Linked DNA regions of Mus musculus: region 2 is linked to region 1. A link is a contact called in public Hi-C data. All regions are on one chromosome and are shown on one strand. Each heading gives the region's core, a stretch centred on a gene start, on an enhancer-like site or on the middle of the called end of the contact. The rest is flanking DNA. Distances are from core to core; before and after follow the strand shown.

Region 1 (2,700 bases), core at 1-2,500:
AGTAACTATACCGCAGCTAAATATATGCTTCTTAAATTTGCTAAGCTTGAGAACCATTGGTCTGATAGAAGCTATTAATTATCTGTGTTAACCTAATTCAAACTATCACAGCCATATCTCATGTCTTCTCATGGTGTTGCCCCTAACCACAGTAGAGCCTAAGGCAATGGAAATTCAGCAATGTTCATTTTGCCTTCATTGAACACTTTGATATTTGATTCATTATAGATTTTCTTAAATACATTTTATTGGTTATTTCATTTATTTACATTTCAAACATTATCCCCCTTCCCAGTTTCCCCTCCACACCCCCCCATATTATAGCCCCTTCCCTTGCTTCTATGAGGGGGCTCCCCCACCCACCCATCCACTCCTGCCTCACCACCCTAGCATTCCCCTACACTGAGACATTGAGCCTTCACAGGACCAAGGGCCTCCCTTTCCATTGTTGCCAGATTTTTAACTATTGCATTAAAACCTTGCTTGTCTTCATGACTACACTTTTGTCAGTTTCTTAGATTTTTGTAGGCGAGCTATCTTTCTGTACCCCATCCTACTCCCATCTCACCATTCATTCCTTATGTCAGTCTAGTTTTCTAAGAACAGGTATAATTCCTGTTGTTTGGGCCTTGCAAGCTCCTGGTGGTACAAGAACTTACTCCCTTTCCCTGACACTGGCAGCATCGAGGGTGAGTAGAGGAGTGTGCGCCCCAGAGTTTAAATTGTGAATATTTGATGGGAGATGACTGCTTGCAGGTATTTGTTTGTGTTTACTTCCTTCTTTGTTTGAAGATTCTGTTTGTGTTTTTGTCCTTTATTTTGCTAGCTACAGACAATCTCAGTCAGGGTGGAGGGGAGGAGGTGGACACTTCTGTCTTTGTTGCTATCTTGTTGCTGTGACAAGGGATAAAGGGCTCATTTTGGCTCAGTCCCCTAGGAAAACTGCCCATCATGGTGGGGGAAGACAAGACAGCAGAAACAAAAAAACTTTCTGGTCACACTGCATCCACATTCAGGAAGTAGGGGGTGAAAAGGAAGTGAGGCTTTGTTAGAAAGCCTCAAGCCTGCCCTAGCACCAGAGTGGCCCATGTGCTCCAACAAAGCTCTGCCTCCTCGAGTTTCCCAACCTTGAACAGCGCCACCAACTGGAGACCAAGTATTCAAACACACAAGCCTTTGTACAGAACTCACATTCAAAGCACAGCAGCCCTTCTCTCTGCCATTGCTGCAGATCCATGCTCTCTGTAGAACTGGAAGATACAGGGCAACAGGCCAAGCTCAGCAGCTCCATTAAATCTGTCCCTGCTGGGTGTCAGTTATCTGCTTCACCACATGCTCACCAATTTTAATAATGGTCTATTGTGTGCTTCATAAAATGCTAGAGGCATTCATTTTAAATATTCTCCTCAACAACAAAAGAGGTGATGGCTATATATTCATCAGCTTGGCTGACTCTCTACAATGTATACATAGATAAAAATATCACACAGAACTATAAATAGACAGCTATTACTTGTCTGTTAAAAGCATTTTTATATTTTTAAAGACTGACAATATAGCTGTTTACTGTTTGACTATCATGCATAAGGCCCTGGGTTCTATCTGTATCTCCTTACCTCAAATGCTGGATTCTTCAAGGTTATTAGGAGCCCCACACAGAATATCCCTTCCTCCACTGTTCAAGCATATCAGCCCAAAATTGTTCAAGCATATCAGCTCAAAACTATGCACACCACAAAAAGAGGATCAGGAGACACAGCACAGGGAGACTCCTGGTGTTCCAGGCCCAGCATAGCTCAGCAGGAGTCAGAGTAAGACAAGACCGTCTATGGTTGAGTTTGCAAAGGGTCACTGCATCGGTTACCTTCCTGACAAAAAAATAAATCCGCAGCTTTATACTGATAACAGACTTCATTTTGACAGGAGCTTTAAAATGAGAAACCAAAATTGACTCAGTAAAGGAAGAAAATGGACAGTGTGACTCGCAAGAATAATTTAGCTCAGCACTTCCCAAAGTAGAGTAGACATGAAAAATTAACAATAATTGTTTTCGCTTGCTTACAAGGAATCCCAAGCTACTCTTAGGTCTTTTGTTATTTTCAGCATTTGTAGCTGTTACAGGAGTCACTGCTTTTACATGGTAAAGGGTATAAGCTTTGACAGACTCTAGAATATGTTAGCCACCATGCTACATGCCTCCAGCCACTATGATCTGTGACTCTCAAGGGCTTAAGAAAAATCTCTTCAGAGAAGTTCAAGCAAATCTCATTAGCATAGGAGTTTGTTTGACAGGTCTGAGGTGCTGCCTGTGTTTAAGTATGTACATTTTGGAGGGATACCTTTGGAAGCCTGAACACTAATCTATGTAGAAGGCAAGTGAGAAGTAAGCCAAATAAGTTGTAAACCCCACCAATGCCTTAAAGAGACTGGGATGAACAGAAATTCTTCAGGGAGAGTTTGGAATGCATGTTCTCTAAAATTCTCAGCTAGGAGCTTAACTCAGACCAGGAGCAACCTGAAATGGTGCACTTTGGTGATGTAGGTACTAATGCAGTCCCTATCACATTCAGTCCAATTATTGTCACTTGGCCATGCATACTGGAGCCATGAGGGACACAGAGGTCAGAAGGGGACCTTAAGGTACTGGATGTTGGAGGAGCAGGTGATGGCTCAAAGGCCACACAGAGCCCTGGCTGCCCA
Region 2 (2,821 bases), core at 139-2,638, 890 kb before region 1:
TGTGTGTGTGTGTGTGTGTGTGTTTAGTGGGTAGGTGTCAGTACGTGGGCTCTGGGATGTGTCTCGTGAACACCAGCGATGAAGAGCATTGACAGCACTTGCTGCTTGGTAATGAGATTCAGTGTTATAGGACTGTTATTTTTAGGGTTTAAACTATGAAAATCTCGTTTCCCCACTAGAGGCCTCTTTTCTGTCATTCTGGAGCACACCAGGTGAGAAACCCAGTGTCATCTTTGAAAGTAATAACAGATCACAAGTTAGCGCATAAAATACTGCTCTTGCAAGTCTGGTTGACAAGAGTGAGCTTAAAAATGGAATTTTGGGTTGGGACAAGCAAGGAATAGACACAGGAAGATAAATTTGAAAGTACTGAGTTAAATGAGGACAACGGGGGGCAGAATCTTGAAATGGACATATTCCTTGTGGCAAATCAAGTATCCATGCCCATTGCAAGTCTGCCTGCCCATGTCTGTCTGTCTGCCTGTCTATCCATCTATCCATAGTCATCTTGCACCTATCCTTCCATATGCCTCTCTGTGTGTATGAGTTGCCACTGGGTATACCCTACTGTACACCTCTAGGTGGTTTTGGTCTAAATCCCCTCCCTCGGTCACCTTTACCTCTTCATGCTCACACATACTTCATATTTGTCTGATTCCATGAGTAGAACTAGTAAAATGATTTTGTGTAGGTTTGGAAGCCTTTCTGGTTTGGCAATATGGGCTCTTGAGATAGAGGTTTCGATTATTCTATATTCTGATCCTATCAACCAGTGCATCAAATGTAGCTACTTAGAAAAATCCAGAAGTTTGATCATGGAGGTGCTCATGGCTTTGATGACAAGTCACATGTGTGATGATTTTTGAATGTGCTGCCTTGTGTCAACTTTTCTTAGGAGGACCAAACTTGAAAGAGGAACCCTGTCTCGAAAAAACAAAACAAAACAAATAAAAAAGTCAGCACCAGTCTCTACCCAAAGGCCGGCTCTGTCAAGCTTGTGTCCCCAATCAGAATGGACGTTCTTTTCTGTCTGCCTGATTCACCCTGGCCACAACTTTCTCACTATACTCTGTTTCTTGGGTCAAAGTGGTAGAGCCAAGCGTGACTTCCTGTTCACCTCTCAGCTGGTGTGCCCACTTCCAAAGCGATTCCCAGAGTGTGGCTCCTTCTCCTCTCACTGCTCGCTGTCATGATTACTTCAGTTGCTTCCTTACTGGCTTGTTTCTTCAGCAGCCTCCTTGCCTGGAGCTGTCCATGCAACTCTTCAAAATCCTCGGGGGTGCCACCACGTGGCTGTTTCCAAATTCTCTGAAGACTCCTCACTGAACACTTTAGTGCTTTGGGTCTGCCCATTCTCCGCCTCCAAGGGCAGCAAAGGGAGGCTCTCTGTCCACACTTGGCCTCCTCCTGACTCTCTGACTCACTGATTCCCTCCCACCTTCCATTCTCCCTGCCCACACTGTTTTCTTCCCCAGACGAGAGTGCTTGTCTGGCATTCCATTTTGTTTCTATTCAAATGTCACCTCCTCGGAGAGAGATTATCTTTGAGGATTTGAAATAAAGCACCATCCCTGGGTCCCATCCTCTCTGCACTGCTTCTCTTAGCCTGCTTGATTTTTTTTTTCACAATGGTCGTCATCTTCTGACATCCTATGCCTATGACTGGTTTCTCTGAAGGCAGGGTCAGCTTCCTGAGACAGGGGACTTTTCTTGGTCAGCATTATCTCCAGTGGCTGGAACAGTATCTAGCATGTACAAGGTGCTCATGAATTATTTGTTAGCCAAATGAAGGTTGGTGAAACGGCTCTGTGGGTCAAAGCAACTGCAGCCAAGCTTGACGACCCATTGGACTTATGTGGTTGGAAGGAGAGAACTGACTGACTACTCGTTAGCTGTCCTCTGACTTTTCCATGCACTGTGGAACTTGCACACCCACACACATGAGAGAGCACACACATGCTCGCGTGGTCCATACACACAAATAAACTAGGTATAAAAAATATAAATGAACAAATGAGGGTGTTGCTGGTGCTTTCTACAATGCCTTTATACATTATCTCTAGCAGTCATGTTGTTCAGATGCTGCTGGACGAGCAGTAAGGAAGTGCACTGAAACAAAACACGTTGAAGGTGGGATGATGCTCCTGATGACTCACACACTGAGAGCTCCTTGATCGGAGGAAGTTGCTCAGTAGAGCAGCTGGTAGATGGAGGATCCTGACAGGCACTGAAAACCAGAGACAGAGCAAGAAGCATAAGCAGAGACCATGGAGGAAGGTTGCTTACTTACTTCAGCCCACTGGCTTTCTTGTGGAGCCCAGAACCACCTGCCTAGGAATGGTGCTGCCCATGGTGGGCTGGGCCCTCCTATATTAATTAGCAACCAGGATCATGACCCCTAGACATAGCCACAGATGAAGTTGAGCTGGGAAGTTCTTCAATGAGGCTTCCTCCTTCCAGGAGTGCCCTGTGTTGTGTCAGGTTGACAAGAAAAATTAAACAAGATGCCAGGTGACCTATAAAACTTTCTTCTGGTTTTAAGTTTGCTATCATGGTGCCAAAAAAAATTTCTCTGTTTTCATAGCACCTTAAAGCACATTTCTGTAAGGGATGGATAAAGGAAAGGTGGGCTTCTTAAAATGATTGGCAGTAGAATTTTATTTAGTCACAAGGGCAAAATAAAATTACGAACTTTGCAGGGAAATGAGTGGACCTAGAAAGCATGATATTACAGGAGATGATCCAGGCTCAGAAAGACAAATAATTCATTTTTTCTCATATATGGATCATAGCTTGACTATAATATATGTTTATCTAGGTG

Evidence for each region. A called contact is a pair of places that touch in the nucleus more often than the background predicts.
Region 2: a contact with region 1 is called in a Hi-C map of cerebral cortex, with 2.6 times the contacts expected there. The contact joins two enhancer-like sites. A contact is called at or near these places in 2 of 484 Hi-C or Micro-C datasets (both in cerebral cortex) and 1 of 115 datasets of contacts at active chromatin or transcription factors (VIP interneurons).

Annotation. Positions count from the first base shown.
Region 1 is chr9:112,446,186-112,448,885 of GRCm38.p6, reverse strand. No RefSeq gene overlaps it. Among named protein-coding and RNA genes, the nearest start is that of Gm24957, 75 kb to the left of the region's middle. Within about 2 kb of position 1,250, at least 19 of the 459 cell types and tissues checked have an H3K27ac peak or open chromatin away from gene starts, as enhancers often do. A contact at or near this core is called in VIP interneurons and cerebral cortex, where this site is marked.
Region 2 is chr9:113,339,593-113,342,413 of GRCm38.p6, reverse strand. The region is part of intron 4 of Gm39436 (predicted gene, 39436); the gene reads left to right. Among named protein-coding and RNA genes, the nearest start is that of Gm39436, 18 kb to the left of the region's middle. Within about 2 kb of position 1,388, at least 19 of the 459 cell types and tissues checked have an H3K27ac peak or open chromatin away from gene starts, as enhancers often do. A contact at or near this core is called in VIP interneurons and cerebral cortex, where this site is marked.